Regions from separate parts of the Sus scrofa genome. Here all the other regions are linked to region 1. The links are chromatin contacts, called in public Hi-C and HiChIP or PLAC-seq maps. All regions are on one chromosome and are shown on one strand. The core of a region is the stretch at or near the end of the contact, and the rest is flanking DNA. Distances in the headings are between cores, read along the strand shown. Region 1 holds the start of GMCL1 (germ cell-less protein-like 1). Region 2 has its middle 40 kb from the start of ANXA4. Region 3 has its middle 57 kb from the start of ANXA4.

Region 1 (2,700 bases), core at 124-2,623:
GTTGCTCCATAAGAGCATTAAAGTAGATACAACCTAACTCCCTCAATGGGGGAAAGGATAAATTTTGAGTTAGTCACACAACAAGCAATGAAAATTTAGAGATTTGTCCATTGATCAAGTCACAGAAGTATAATTTTGAGAGAGAAGGTGTAGAATGACAGGTATGACTGATTCCATTTAATTACATGTCTAAACGCGCTAAAGAAAATATATTGCTATGGATACAGTTATAAGAACATGTGTGGGAATAATGATACACACCATTAGGAGAATAGTGCTCATTACAGGGGAGGGAGAGAGACTGAGATGGAGAGAGAGCTGCTGCCTGTCTGCATGGTTCTAGTTAAAAGAATGAACAAAGCAAGTATAATACATTAAAGTTATTAAAATGTAAGTTACCATACTTGTGGTGGGTCCACAGGGATTTAACATACTACCCTATTTGAGTAATTCATTATATTTTATTTAGGGAGTTCCAGTGGTGGCTCAGTGGTTAACGAATCCTACTAGAAACCACAAAGTTTCAGTGTCGATCCCTGGCCTCGCTTAGTGGGTTAAGGATCCCGTGTTGCTGTGAGCTGTGGTGTAGGTCGCAGAGTTGTCTCAGGTCCCACGTTGCTTAGGCCGGCGCTACAGCTCCGAGGAGACTCCTAGCCTGGGAACCTCCATATGCGGTGGGTGCAGCCCTAGAAAAGACAAAAACAAATATTTAAAATGTGGCAGAAGAGAATCAGGTATTGAAGCTGACTGTCCAGGGTCCCAGCGATAGCTGCGTACTCGAGGCATATACCTGTAATTTTTGCTCAGACACTTGTAAAATTTTGCTTGGGCCTCCAGAAGGCACTTTAAGCCCTGATAGCCCCGGTACAGATTCTATTTAGACATCCCACTGCCACTAGCAGGGAAGGAAAAGAGTGCAGGCATTGGCTACCATAATCAGTCAAGGAAAGCGGAGAGGTGCTGCTTAAAAAACCCAACCGTCTGGCAAAGCTCCACATTCCAGGTCCCTCTCACTACGAAAGCGTGCGCAGGGCGTGGCCCTATTACGTTGTAAATTCCTCCAAAGACCCCCAAACAGCAACGTCTTTTTTGCCGCTTGTTCAGTAGACTTCTGGAGCTTAAGGAACCTTTGCAGAAAGAACAAATGAGCTGGAGTCGCGGGTCGCACTAAAACAAAAGGATCTACGAAGTAACGCTAAAGGCTAGGTCTCCCCCGACTCAGTGTGCACAGGACCCCAGAACACTTCAGGGTAGAAGGGGCCAACCCACGTACACAAGCCCCATCGCCCACCCTCATCCCGTTCTGCGCATGCTCCACCCGCGACGCACACGAGCTTCCCCACCCCTTCCGGAGGCTCGCCGTGCGCGTGCGCTGTCGGGTCCGCGCTTTGTTGCGAAAGCTGGGGGCGAGGTCCTGCGGTCCGTGCGCACTGCGCGGCCAGACGCTGCGGGCGGGGCGGAGGATGGAGGCGGTAGTGTCCGCTGCAACGGTCGGGGCTGCGCGTGAGAAGGTGGCGGTGTAGGCGTCTAGGCTACGTGGAGGCCCGCAGCAGCGGCCAGGCCATGGCGGGAGTCTGTCTCGGTTGGGCTCCCTGAGGTGCGCTCCCTGAAGTCCTGGGGAGCTGTGACTCATGGGCTCGCTGAGCAGCCGAGTGCTGCGCCACCCGGGGCGAGCCGGACCCCAGCAGGAGCCGGGTTCTGGGACGGGGGCCTCGGCCCGGAGGCCGGAGACTGGGGGCGACGCGGCCGGCCACGGCTTCTGTTACTGTCCGGGCAGCCGCAAGCGCAAGAGGAGCAGCGGGGCTTTTTGCTACTGTCACCCCGACTCCGAGACAGACGAGGATGAGGAGGAGGGGGACGAGCAGCAGCGGCTCCTCAACACCCCTCGAAGGTACGTGGGGGACGCCCCCACACCTGTTGGGCGGCTTCCGTGGCGGAGTGTGGGGATGAGCCCGGCACCGGGGAGATTTCGGGGAGTGCGGCGCCCCCTAGCCCGTGAAGAGCGGACGTGCTCTTGATAGGGTAAAGGTGGGACCGGTTGGGGTCTGGGAGGATGGGGAACACCTGGGGAGACGCCGGGTATTGTGAATTGTAAACCTCGGACGTTGCCAGGGTAGTATTACAGCCCTAGCTTGAGGCTAAGAAACGCCAAACCTGAGCTTGCGCCTTATTAAACCTCAGATAGGGCTGGCCTTTGGTCGTACACCTCGCTTCTCTCAGAGTGGATGGCAGATGAATAAATTGTTTTGCATCCAGCTGCCTTAAATAGTACAAAACACGTAAATTTAAGTCTCTGAAACGGGCACCCATGTTGTCCACACAATGGAGGGGAAATGACACTCAGAAGCTCTCCTCAACGGTAAAGAGGAAATTTATCAAGAGTGGGTACGTTTGTTCTTCACTAGGAACAAAGTCTTTCACCGTCTTTAGTACTCAGAAGTCATTGACCGTGGGTATGTGTAAGGCACCTTGCTTAACCTTTTTTAGAAGAATTGAAAAACGGAATAGTTACTTGTGAACTAAAATGTAGTTTGTAAGTCGAATATATTTTCACAATCTGGTTGCTCTGTGTTTGTTTCTGGTTTTAGGTCATCAGTGGGACACATAGGTGTAATTTTTTAATGAAACTTTAAAAGATTCAAAAATTTTATGCTACACACATTACATATTTATTGTAAAATAAGAGAATCATAGGTACTT
Region 2 (2,700 bases), core at 66-2,565, 75 kb before region 1:
TTCCTCTGAGGAAACGAATTATTCTTACTGCATTCTTTTCGCACTGTCTTCTTTTGTTCCCTCCATGTTAGATCATAAACTAAGCTCAGAAACTTAAAATTATCAAGCAGAGAAAAGGCAGAACCAGGTGTAGAATCCAAATCAGCCCGATCCTCAAACCCATGCTCTTAACCACATTAAACCACCTGCTTTAGCTGCAATTTTTTTTTTTTTTTTTTTTTGGTCGTTTTAGGGCCTTACCCACGGCATATGGAGGTTCCCAGGCTAGGGGTCCAATCAGAGCTGCAGCTGCTGGCCTACGCCAGAGCCACAGCCACACCAGATCTGAGAGAAGTCTGCAACCTACACCATAGCTTACAGCAACCCCGGATTGGATCCTTAACCTACTGAGCAAGGCCTGGGATGGAACCTGCGTCCTCACGGATGCTAGTCAGATTCCTTTCTGCTGAGCCACGACGGGGAACTCCCACCTTTAGCTGCATCTTAATAAAATTATTTAATATTACCTCTCCAGCTCTAAGGGTACTCGCACTTGCATTTGGATATAAAACGCATTCCCCAAAGCTGTTAGATGAAATCAGAATTCGCCTGTAGACTCAATGGGATTATTACGCAAGCATTCACTGAGTACTTGCCATGTGGCAGAACAGTCGTGGATGTCGGTCCGAAGACCACCTAGACCCTGTCAGTGCCTTCAAGAGCTTTAAGGGGCTTGGATGGGGGAAGCCGGTAGGAAGATATAAAGGCTGCCTTACAAGGGGAGAGCTAAGCTTCAAGGCCACACCCCAGAGCTACTGGCCAGTAGCGACCCCGGATAATTAATTTAGAGGTGAAGAGAGAGATGAAGGACCGCTCGAAACCCAAGATTTCCCTAGGGAGTGGGAATTCGGCTTTTCTTAAGGGAGACATGAAACTCCTGGGAACTTTGGAGGATTTAATGTTTCAAGGTCAAGAGTGAAACGAAATGCGCCCTTCTGATTTCATTTTCCACTTTTAAGGCCACAAGCACGGCGTGAAGAAGAACGGAGTCCGGGGAAGGAGGCTTTGACTCCCGCCGCGGCGTGAGCACGGCGAGTGCGCGGCCTTCCGAGGTGTGGTGGCGCCAGGGCACCGGACACCAGAGTTCGACCGCTCGGCCTCGCGGGGACCGGGGAGGGTCGGGCAGGCTGGGATCCAGGCGGAGGACTAGGTGGGGGCAGCCCCCTACCCCTGGCGTCCCCTGCAGCCGTCCCAGGCCCCGGCTCCAGGTGCGCTTCGCCCGCGGAGGGTTTTCCGGTCCTGGCAGAGGGACAACCAGGAACTCTGGCTCAGTCTCCACCCCGAAGCGGGGCGGGCCTGGCCCGCCTGGAATAAGACCCGCTGCCCGGCCCCGCCAGGGTGTGTTCTCCGTGGCCGCAGAGAACGAGCGCCGTCTCGGTTCGGCTTGAGGGGTAAGGGGGGTCCTGGGCCGGGGGTCCCGGGCTCGGGAAGGGGCGCGGCAGTCCCGGAGCGCCTGGCGGGGGTGGCCAGTCGGGCGCCAAGCCAGGGAGGGGGTGCCCGCCGCTGGCCTGCGGGCGGGGCTCGGGCGGCCCTGGGTGGAGCGGGCTGGGGCTCGCTCCAGGTGAGCAAGAGGAAGGCAAACACCGTCCTTATCCACGGGCACCTTCCAGAAGGACCTCCAGAGCAGTTTAGGCAGCTCAAGATATACACCGGTCAGAGACCATCGCAGTTTATTGAGTTTATGTGCCAAGCATTGTGCTGGGTTTAGGCATTGCAAAGAAAGGATTAAGTAATACTCCTTGGAGCTGTTTCAGTCCAACACCCGCTTCTATTTTTTGCTCATTTTAAGAAACTTACGGAGTCCCCGTTGTGGCTCAGCGGAAACGAACCCAACGAGTATCCATGAGGACACGGGTTCGATCCAAGGCTTCGCTCAGTGGGTTTGGAATCTGGCGTTGTCTCGAGCTGTGGTACATGTAGGTCGCAGTCGCTCCTCGGATCTGGTGTGGCTGTGGCTGTGGCTGTGGCTTAGGCCAGCAGCTGTAGCTCCAATTAGACCCCCTAACCTGGAAACTCACATATGCTGCAAGTGTGGCCCTTAAAAAAAGAGAAAGAAAAGAAATTTACTCCTTTTCCTAGTTTCTTACCCTTTTCTCCTCGTGTATCTAATGGCCCTCAGCACAGTGCCTGACACATGGGAATCTGTTTTATTATGAGATCTGTGACACAGCCTCACTCTTTTAATTATGGCTTTGACCAGCCGGAGACCTTGGGACCAAAGAGGTTATTGCTTTTCAGCAATGTACCCAACGTTAAGTGCTTCCCAAGTTGATGCAAGTCTTGGAGCTGTTAGGCTCTGGAGTAACCCACAGCTTGCCTAAAAAGTGGGCATCTGCTCTCTTCGGCTGACAGTGAAATGACTGGGGTCCCCCTCTAAATGATCCATCTCATTGCCCATCAGTTCTAGGAACCCCCCCCCCCCAATCCTCCTTGCATAGCCAAGCCCTAGCTCTTTAGTTGCCAGGGAATTCTCAGGTGACAGAGGTGGACACAAGCAAGAAGCAGAGGACAAGGACAGAATAAGGAAATGGGTAACCATGGCCACCCCGGGCCTGCCCAGGACCCGCCCAGGACCAGCTGACTTCCCAGAGCCCTTTCCGGTCAAGGCCAGATCCTTCAGGTTCAGCTTACCTCAGATTTCTATTGCTTTGGGGCCACACA
Region 3 (2,700 bases), core at 128-2,627, 92 kb before region 1:
TGGAGCCTCCATATGCCGTGGGTGCAGCCCTAAAAAGACCAAAAAAAGAGGTTAGTTTGGCACATTTTTCATTATGTATTGTTACCATACTAAAAACGAATAAGTAAATAAATGGATTAGAGTCCAGCTGGAGCCAACAGAAGAAGAACAGAGCAAACCTAAAATATAATAAAAATAATAAGAATAAAAGCAGAAATTAATGAAGTAGAAAACAAAGGACAAATAGGAAGTCAAGGAGCCAAAGTTCATTGGTGGAAGAGGAAAGCTAATAAAACAAATAAATATAAACAAATAAAAAGAAGCCGTTAAAACAAAATGTGATAAAAGTTGCACTTGTGAAATATTATGAAGAAACTCCTAAATGCAGAGGGAAGTCAAGGTCTTCACAGAGATTATTGTGGAATCGTGAACTTGGCAGAAGGAATTTTCTAGAGAGTGTGCATTCATGCGTATATCTGTTTATCTGTGTCTGTCTGTCTGCCAGGCAGAGGGGCGCTTGTTCTAGACACCATGGCAACTCTTCCCTAACCCAGCATCTCAGACCAGGGTGCTTATGGAATGTTTGCTATAGGAATAAACATCCCCACTGTCTTATTCGTCAATGAGTCTTTTGTCTGTATCCAGGAATTTTAAAGTATAACATTTCCTAGGCCTTTACCTATAACTTTCGGATTGTCCAATTCCATAGTCCAGTCTCTCATGACAAAAGCAAAGACACTACCTTAGAGGCTCCCAGCATGTTTTCCATTTCACCTGGAAACGCTGAGGCCGGAATAGAAAGCTAGCATTGATAATGCCTGTTGAGGAGAAAACTGAAATTCACATGTAACAGTAGCTACCCAAGTACCTTAAGGAAACATATGAAGGTGAAATGTGCCCACCTTCTGCCCCAACTTTTGGGTTTTGGTGTTTTCTGTGCGCATCTGAGGTGCCAGGAGAAGGTTCTATTGCCACATTAGGGCTGCAGTCTTGGCTGTGCGGGTTGTCCTGGCAGAGGTGGTGAGGAGGGCTATATGCCACTTACAAAGCTGGGCACCCCAGGGCTTTGTCCACCCAGACACAAAAGCCTTTCTTCTTTTTTTTTTCTAATTTGGCACAAATGCATCAGTGAAGAGAGGTTAATTGCAGTCCTTTGTCCTTGGCTGTCATCACTGTGCTGGGGGAAGAGTCATTCCTGAGAGTCTTCCTGGCCATCCCTTCAAAAGAGCTCCTTCAATTCTCTTCAGCTTCAAAACATCCTTTTAGAGGATCTTTTCAAGCCCTTTGGTGGGTGAGTAACACACTGGCAAACCACAGACGGAGAATTATCCTCTTACAGGAAACCTTCTGAGTTCTGTAAAAAGGCAAAGATAAGCTTATTTCCCCCTTGCTTCTGTGGCCCTGATGTTGCTTTTCCTGCCACTAGATGGCAACCTCTCCCAGGTACTAGAAAGAGACTACTCAGGTAATTTTATGAAATGGAAATCAGTTTCACAGTCCTCACCAAGCTCTTATAGAGCCTTTTCAATTTTCTTGTTCATCTGAATGTTTCCATCTGCAGATGTTTTGGGTTTTTTTTCCTTTTTTTTTTTTTTTTTTTTTTTCTTTAGGGCTGCACCAGTGGCATATGGATGTTCCCAGGCAAAGATAAGCTTATTTCCCCCTTGCTTCTGTGGGGTCCAATAGGAGCTAAGGCTGCCAGCCTACACCACAGCCACAGCAACTCGGGATCCGAGCCGCATCTGCAACCTATACCACAGCTCACGGCAATGCCAGATCCTTAACCCACTGAGCAAGGCCAGGGATGGAACACATGTCCGCACAGATACTAATAGGTTGTTACTGAGCCACAACGGGAACTCCTGCAGATGTTTTAATTCAGGAGTCACAGGTCAAGACACAGGGAATTCAGTTCCTTGAAAACTAGTATTTCTGAGGAATACTACAAGGCCTTATTGATAACATCATGGGCTGTTGGTTTCATAAATTCTGACTCCATCAATAGCAAATAATCATTTTAGCATTCTTCTCTTTTAACTGGGGCATAATTTACATTATACTTAAAGGTACAATTTTTAACTGTAATCTTCGGTGTGTTTTAACAAATGTATACACCAGTGTAACTACCACCTAATTAGGGTTTTGAATATTTCCATTATGATGATAAGGTCTTCAATCTGCCTTCAAAGTCAATCTGGGGAGTTCCCTGCTTGGCTTGGGTTGCTGCTGTGGCTTGGTGCCAAAAAAAAGTCAATACTCATGACTAGAAGAAGACTTAAAGCCAAGCAGAGAACAAACAGTACGTTGAGTGGGGAGTACGTGACCTTGAGGATAATGTGCACTAAAAGATGCTAAATGCAACTCTTAATTACTCACAGCCTTATCTTTTGTATTTTCCTGGTAAAATCATGCAGCCATTTATTTTTAAGAAAGAAGTGGCATTTAAGAACCGATTCTTGGAGTTCCCGTCATGGCTCAGTGGTTAATGAATCCGACTAGGAACCAAGAGGTTGCAGGTTGGATCCCTGGCCTTGCTCAGTGGGTTAAGGATCCGGCGTTGCCATGAGCTGTGGTGTAGGTTTGCAGACGCAGCTCAGAACCCGCATTGCTGTGGCTGTGGCATAGGCTAGTGGCTACAGCTCTGATTCGACCCCTAGCCTGGGAACCTCCATATGCCGTGGGTGCGGCCCTAGAAAAAGACAAAAAAAAAAAAAAAAAAAA

The links. A called contact is a pair of places that touch in the nucleus more often than the background predicts. HiChIP or PLAC-seq counts read pairs in DNA pulled down with a chosen protein or histone mark.
Region 2: a Hi-C map of epiblast stem cells shows a contact between it and region 1, with 2.0 times the contacts expected there. The contact joins the enhancer-like site here to the promoter of GMCL1 in region 1. A contact is called at or near these places in 1 of 5 promoter capture datasets (liver), 20 of 47 Hi-C or Micro-C datasets (adipose tissue, alveolar macrophages, blood and 10 more) and 2 of 2 datasets of contacts at active chromatin or transcription factors (alveolar macrophages and skeletal muscle).
Region 3: an H3K27ac HiChIP or PLAC-seq map of alveolar macrophages shows a contact between it and region 1. The contact joins the enhancer-like site here to the promoter of GMCL1 in region 1. A contact is called at or near these places in 17 of 47 Hi-C or Micro-C datasets (adipose tissue, alveolar macrophages, blood and 9 more) and 2 of 2 datasets of contacts at active chromatin or transcription factors (alveolar macrophages and skeletal muscle).

Annotation. Positions count from the first base shown.
Region 1 is chr3:72,618,369-72,621,068 of Sscrofa11.1, reverse strand. GMCL1 (germ cell-less protein-like 1) reads left to right here and starts at 1,373. Exons shown (of 15, transcript XM_021088403.1): 1 at 1,373-1,891. The coding sequence starts at 1,632.
Region 2 is chr3:72,692,851-72,695,550 of Sscrofa11.1, reverse strand. No RefSeq gene overlaps it. Among named protein-coding and RNA genes, the nearest start is that of ANXA4, 40 kb to the right of the region's middle. Within about 2 kb of position 1,315, at least 60 of the 83 cell types and tissues checked have an H3K27ac peak or open chromatin away from gene starts, as enhancers often do. A contact at or near this core is called in adipose tissue, alveolar macrophages, epiblast stem cells and 7 more, where this site is marked.
Region 3 is chr3:72,710,393-72,713,092 of Sscrofa11.1, reverse strand. No RefSeq gene overlaps it. Among named protein-coding and RNA genes, the nearest start is that of ANXA4, 57 kb to the right of the region's middle. Within about 2 kb of position 1,377, at least 4 of the 83 cell types and tissues checked have an H3K27ac peak or open chromatin away from gene starts, as enhancers often do. A contact at or near this core is called in alveolar macrophages, where this site is marked.